Linked DNA regions of Gossypium hirsutum: region 2 is linked to region 1. The links are chromatin contacts, called in public Hi-C maps. All regions are on one chromosome and are shown on one strand. Each heading gives the region's core, a stretch centred on a gene start, on an enhancer-like site or on the middle of the called end of the contact. The rest is flanking DNA. Distances are from core to core; before and after follow the strand shown.

Region 1 (2,763 bases), core at 166-2,665:
GCTGCATCCAGTCCTTTCAAGCCTGTTGGAAAATGGCCTCCCAAGTGCTCGTTTTGAAACCTTTGTTCCATTAAAGAAAGTGCCTGGGTATCAATCCAAATCCCTAAATCTGTTAGAAATTAAAAAGAAAAAAAAACCCCAATTAATTGAGGAAAAAAATCACTTACAGTTTGATATGGTGGAGCAACGATCTCACTGATCTGCGATAATGCTGATCTTACTTCCGTTAATCCCACATCTAACAACTCCATTAACTCAAATTCCGTTAAAGATAAAGCGTCCTTCAAAAAAAAGTTTTACTACAAAATATCACTGAATTTGAAGAGCTTAAAACAAAAATAAAAGAAGAAAAGGAAGAAGAAAAAACCTTGGCAGTAGAAACATTACGGGCGGAGAACACATTGGCGATGGATTTGGGAAGTGGGATTTCGCTGATCAGCTTGTTCGCCATTACCCTTTCTGCTGATATTTCCCGCCAATTATGGTCTGCTACTAACCGTTATTGCTTTTATTTGGGCTTTATTTTTGTGAGTCGGCCCATTATTTTTGGTCAGAGACCGTTGTTTGGGCCCATTGCCAGTGAAGTGAAATCCTTGAAACCCAAAATGGTTATTTTGGATAGCCTTTATAATAGGCCCAATTTGCCCGGGCCCAAAATCACAAATAAATAAATCAAATAAAAAATTAAAAGTCCAAATGTCCAGATTACAAACCAAAATAAATTAAGCTCAAACCCGATTACAAAATCCAAATATCCACTAAACCCAATTAATCTAGCCCAAACACTAAACCCAATTAGCCTAAACCTAAGCCCAATACCCTGGCCCAACACCATAACACACGGCATCAAGAAACCCTAGCAACAACCCCCCTCCCAGCGCCGCAGCAGCCTCACAACACATCACCTTCGGCTCTCCCCTCGCACGTGCTGGCCTCCTCACACACACCGCCACATCAGTGCCCTGTACCTACAATGTCACAAACAAACAACAGAAGGCCAAGAAACAGAAAAAGGACACAACAAAAAGCAGAAATGAGCAAAAAATAGCAGCAAATAAAAAAGGAAAAATATGTATTTTGTTGTAATTTTGGCAATATAAGGCCAGATATCAGAAATTGTAAAGGGGGCACGAACATTATAAAAAAAAATCAGAAAGCAATAAAAAATCAAAAAGTTCAAAGAGGTGATTTTCTTCATTTTCTTCCTTTTATTTTTTGGATTCTTTGTTTTCTTCTTTAGCACCAAACGAAAATAAAAGAGGAGGAGAAAGGAGGTTCTTACCTTCGCGAAGTCGCGTCGTCGGAGCCCTGTTGATTTCGTCCGAAATGGAGTTGAATGGGGTTCGGGTTGTGCAGCGGCGGAGAGAAAAGGAGATCTTTTTATGTTTGTTTTAAAATCGTTTAGGGGTTAAATTTTTTAGGGTTTGTGGTGACTTTCATAGGGGGTTGAAACGGCACCGTTTAGTGCCCGTTTCAGTGGCTCTAAAACGGTGCCATATTGGCACTGACCCGATGACCCGGCCCGAGCACGACCAGATCCGCGCGCTTTGGTCTCGGAGGGAATATTTGCGCCATTAATCCTCCTGATTTATTTCATTGTTTTAATCCAGTTTTCCTTTATTTTCTAAATTTGCCCCGCATTTTTGATGTTGTCCCAGTTTGGCCCATATTGCTGTGATGAGTTTTGAGGGATAGGGAATATTTCCCATTTAGTCCCCTGTGAAATGCGCACGCTTCATTTGGCCCTTCAACTTTATTTTACTTTCGTTTTTTTCCTGATTATGTTTTAAATTCAATTTAATCCCTACTTACCCAATGAAATTATTTAAGCTTTATTGATCTATTTTCCTATAATTTTTATTGAATTCTAAATATTAAATATTGTTTTTCATAGTTTTTCTTATATACATATTACTTTGTTTAAACCATTTATTTTATATGTTATTTTAAAATTAGTTATTGTTGATTTCTTTTATTTAAAATTTCTGTTATATATATTATATTAAACTTATATATGATTACTTTAACTTGCTTTTTAGATTATTTACATCAAGTTGTTTTGTATATTATTTTATTTTAAGTTATTTTATATATTATTTATTCTAAAATTAACCTATACTATTTGCATTAAAATTGATTTATATTAACTATTTAAAACATGTTTACATACTGTTTATTTAGTTTTATCATTTATTTTAATTGTTCTGCATGTCTGTTTTTAAACTTTTATTTTATTATATACTTAGTTTATTTCAACTCTTTTTATACATATATTATTATTTATATTAAGTTTTTCATCCCATATGTATTACTTATTTAAATTAATATATGTATATTATGTATTTGATTTTCTTTTTATATGATATTTATTTAAAATTTTTTGGATACTATTATTTTATGTTGTATTTATTTTTTAACCATATTTTTAATTTATTTCAAATTTTCATATGTATATTATTTATTTTAAATTCATTAATTATAATTTCTCTTTTTTCATAATTATTAAGTTATTTTAAAAACTTGTACAATTTCATGTGTTAATTTGTTTGGTGCTTTGATTGACCTTTAATTCATTAGCCTTTGAATGTTAGCATAATATACGATGTGAGGGTATTACTCTTATGTGCATTGCATTAATTATTTGTGTTGATTGATTATTTGTGTTCATTAGTGTATATTTTGGCTTACGAATTATTATTTCGAATTGTACATTGAAATTCCATCGCGCTTTATTCGCTCAAAAAGTCGTGTTTAATATGGTTT
Region 2 (2,794 bases), core at 171-2,670, 50 kb after region 1:
AATTCTTAAAAAAATATACCTCATGAAATTACCTAAACTTTTTAACATATTTCATCAAATAATTCTTTATTATCATATAAATGGTTAATATAAAGAGGAGATGAAATAAAAAAAAAGTGGCGAAGAAAAGTGCCATTTGAGAGTCAAAGTCAAAAGAAACTTAAGAGAGTAGAGAAGGAAAGGGAGAAAGGCTTAGGTTTTTTCTTGGGTTCAAGGAAGTGATTTTTGGTGATTTGTATCTTTGGACTATATAAAAGGTCTTTTGTGTCCTGTAATGCTATGTAGATGACAGTATGGATGGGACAATCATGGTCGTATAGTTGGCTAGGTCTTAATATTACGAGGTTGTTGCCCTCAAGTGATCCAAGCGGGGGAAGGGGTGCACTATGTGCTGTCTCACAGGTGATTGTTTAGGAGTTCAAGAGGGGTCTTACTCGGACTGTTCCTTATTTAGGGATCATGGAGTGTTCCTTGCAGACAACTTATGAGGGGTTCCTACAAATTACCTATGAGTTTGTCACATGGCACTATCTAGCGGACCATTCTCCACGGAAGGTTCATGGAAGTTGTCTAACAGCTCGCCATGTGTCATGCTCTGGGAGGGGTACAACAAGATTTATAAAATGACAATGCAAGTCAAAAGGTTGTTAAATTCAAATTTATCACGACATCATTTTTTAAATGGTAACAAAAGATGAGTATTTTTTATTTCAAAATGTCACACTAGAAGATTTTATCAATACTAATAATTAAATATAAATTTTAATATATGTAAAATAAAGAGACTAATTGTTTTTTTGAAATCAAACTGGGATGCTATTATTGAAGCACAACAAAACCAAACAAAAGAAAAAGCCCAACCGAGCTAAAGACCACCAGCCCAAAATCCAACACGGGAGCCCAAACGTTAAAAGACCAAAAAGAAAAATCTGGAAACACATTAAAATAACAAAATAAATGCCTAGAAAACCCCAGTCTGCCATTAATGACCTGTCCCCAACTTTCCCTTTTTCAATATTTTCTTTGACTTGTCGAGTCCAGAAGCCCGAGAGTATAGTTACCAAAATCAGAGAAATGAGACCTCTCAACTCCCAAATAACCATTTCAAACCTTTCTTTCATCAATCTGGTTCTCTTGGCCGTTCCGTCTCCAGTCAACACAACATTAGTGACATTTAAGAGTTCCAAATCCCTACCCTCATTTAAGATTTCCAAACAGAAAGAAGTTACCTCTGTACATACGATGTTCCAACACTTCTGAAAGAAAATTGTTGGAAAGCCGTCATCACTGGGAACCTTTGTAGGACTCATTCCTTCCAATGCTACCCAAATCTCTTCAGCAATGTACTTCATTGTAAGCTGCAAATGTGCTTCCTTAAAAATGCAATGCTCAATTCCTAGCAAGATCGATTCCATATTGCTCACGCCTCTGGTTGTAAACAACTCTTGAAAAAAGCTTTAGCTATTGTAATAGGCCCAATTTGCCCAGGCCCAGACGAAAATTAAACAAAAATAAATAATAACTATTTCAGTCCATTTACAGTAAATTTAAACCCAAAATTACAATGGTCCTAGCAGCCCAATAAGAATTAAAACCCTAAAGCCCAAATGGCCCAAAACCTAAAGTAATTTCCAACAAAAGAGAAAGGCAGAAACCCTAGATGCGCCGCACCTAGGTCCACCCCCAACCGCCAGCCTCCTCACGCATACCACCATGCTCATCTGACACCTGCAAAAAAATTGAACGCAACAACAAAAAAAGAGAGGCATGCGAGCAATAATGGACTAAAAAGTTGTATCCGGCTATAAAAGCCTAAACTTTATCTTTGTGTTTTTTTACGAACATTGAGAGATAAAAACAAAAAACGAACAAAAAAGGTGATTTTTTTCATCTCAGATTCGCTTTCTTTTTCTTTTTCTTTTTTATCTTTTGTTTTTTTTGCATATTAAATAAGAAATAAAAAAGGGGAAAGGGGACTCACCAGGGATGACCGTGGCTGTGCTGTCGGAGGGCTTCTCCTCTATTGCCGATTCGGGTCCAAAGCGGTTTGAGAGTTACCCTTTTTTTGTTTCCCGCGGGTTGAGAGAGTTGGGTTCTCAAGGATGCCACACGATGAGGGCTAAAAAATCCTTTTTGCGCAACACCTGCCATCGGCCACGGCAGCGCTACAGCGGCGACCACGGCCAAAACCCTAGGCCGGATGTGGGGCGGGGTTGAGAGAAAATAGAGGTTTTTGAAGTTTTTTTCCTAAACACTGCAAAAATAATTTTTTTAAAAAAATTGATTTAAATAAGGCATTAAACGGCGCCGTTTTGGGGGTTGGGTTCAAAGGCCAAAACGACATCATTTTGGACCTCTAACCTGCGACCCAACCCAGCAGCCCACAGGATCCGCGTGTTTTTGCAGTGAATAGGCTATTTGCACAATCGGTCCCTCTTCTTTTGCAACATAGTGTAATTTGATCCTTTTTTTGTTTTTTTTTTTAAATTTGGGTTGCGAATTTTGCTTCCGTTTCAATCTGGTCCTTAGACCATATGCGGTCCCTTTGTTAAAACGCAGCGCTTTAGGACTGGGAAATATTTTCCTGAAGGTCCCTTGCGCTTTGCGCACGTTTCATTTCAGTCCCCTGGTAACCCTGTTTTATTTATTTGCAATTTAAACCTTGATTTTTTAGCCCGATTTCAATTCGGTCCTCAGCCTATTTAATTATTATTTTTATATATTATTTGTTTTAAAAAAACAGTTTCATTAAATATTTCAATTAATATTTATTTGCTTATTCATTTTTAATTTT

What was found. Hi-C and Micro-C count contacts between places; a contact is called where the count stands out from the background.
Region 2: a contact with region 1 is called in a Hi-C map of leaf, with 8 times the contacts expected there. The contact joins the enhancer-like site here to the promoter of LOC107956624 in region 1. A contact is called at or near these places in 17 of 34 Hi-C or Micro-C datasets (anther, callus, hypocotyl and 2 more).

What each region holds. Positions count from the first base shown.
Region 1 is chrD07:12,590,218-12,592,980 of Gossypium_hirsutum_v2.1, forward strand. It overlaps LOC107956624 (DNA repair protein RAD51 homolog 2), which reads right to left and starts at 1,416. Exons shown (of 13, transcript XM_016892220.2): 1 at 1,283-1,416; 2 at 368-968; 3 at 168-281; 4 at 1-83. The coding sequence starts at 451.
Region 2 is chrD07:12,640,076-12,642,869 of Gossypium_hirsutum_v2.1, forward strand. No RefSeq gene overlaps it. Among protein-coding and RNA genes, the nearest start is that of LOC121219407, 5.0 kb to the right of the region's middle. Within about 2 kb of position 1,421, at least 5 of the 9 cell types and tissues checked have an H3K27ac peak or open chromatin away from gene starts, as enhancers often do. A contact at or near this core is called in leaf, where this site is marked.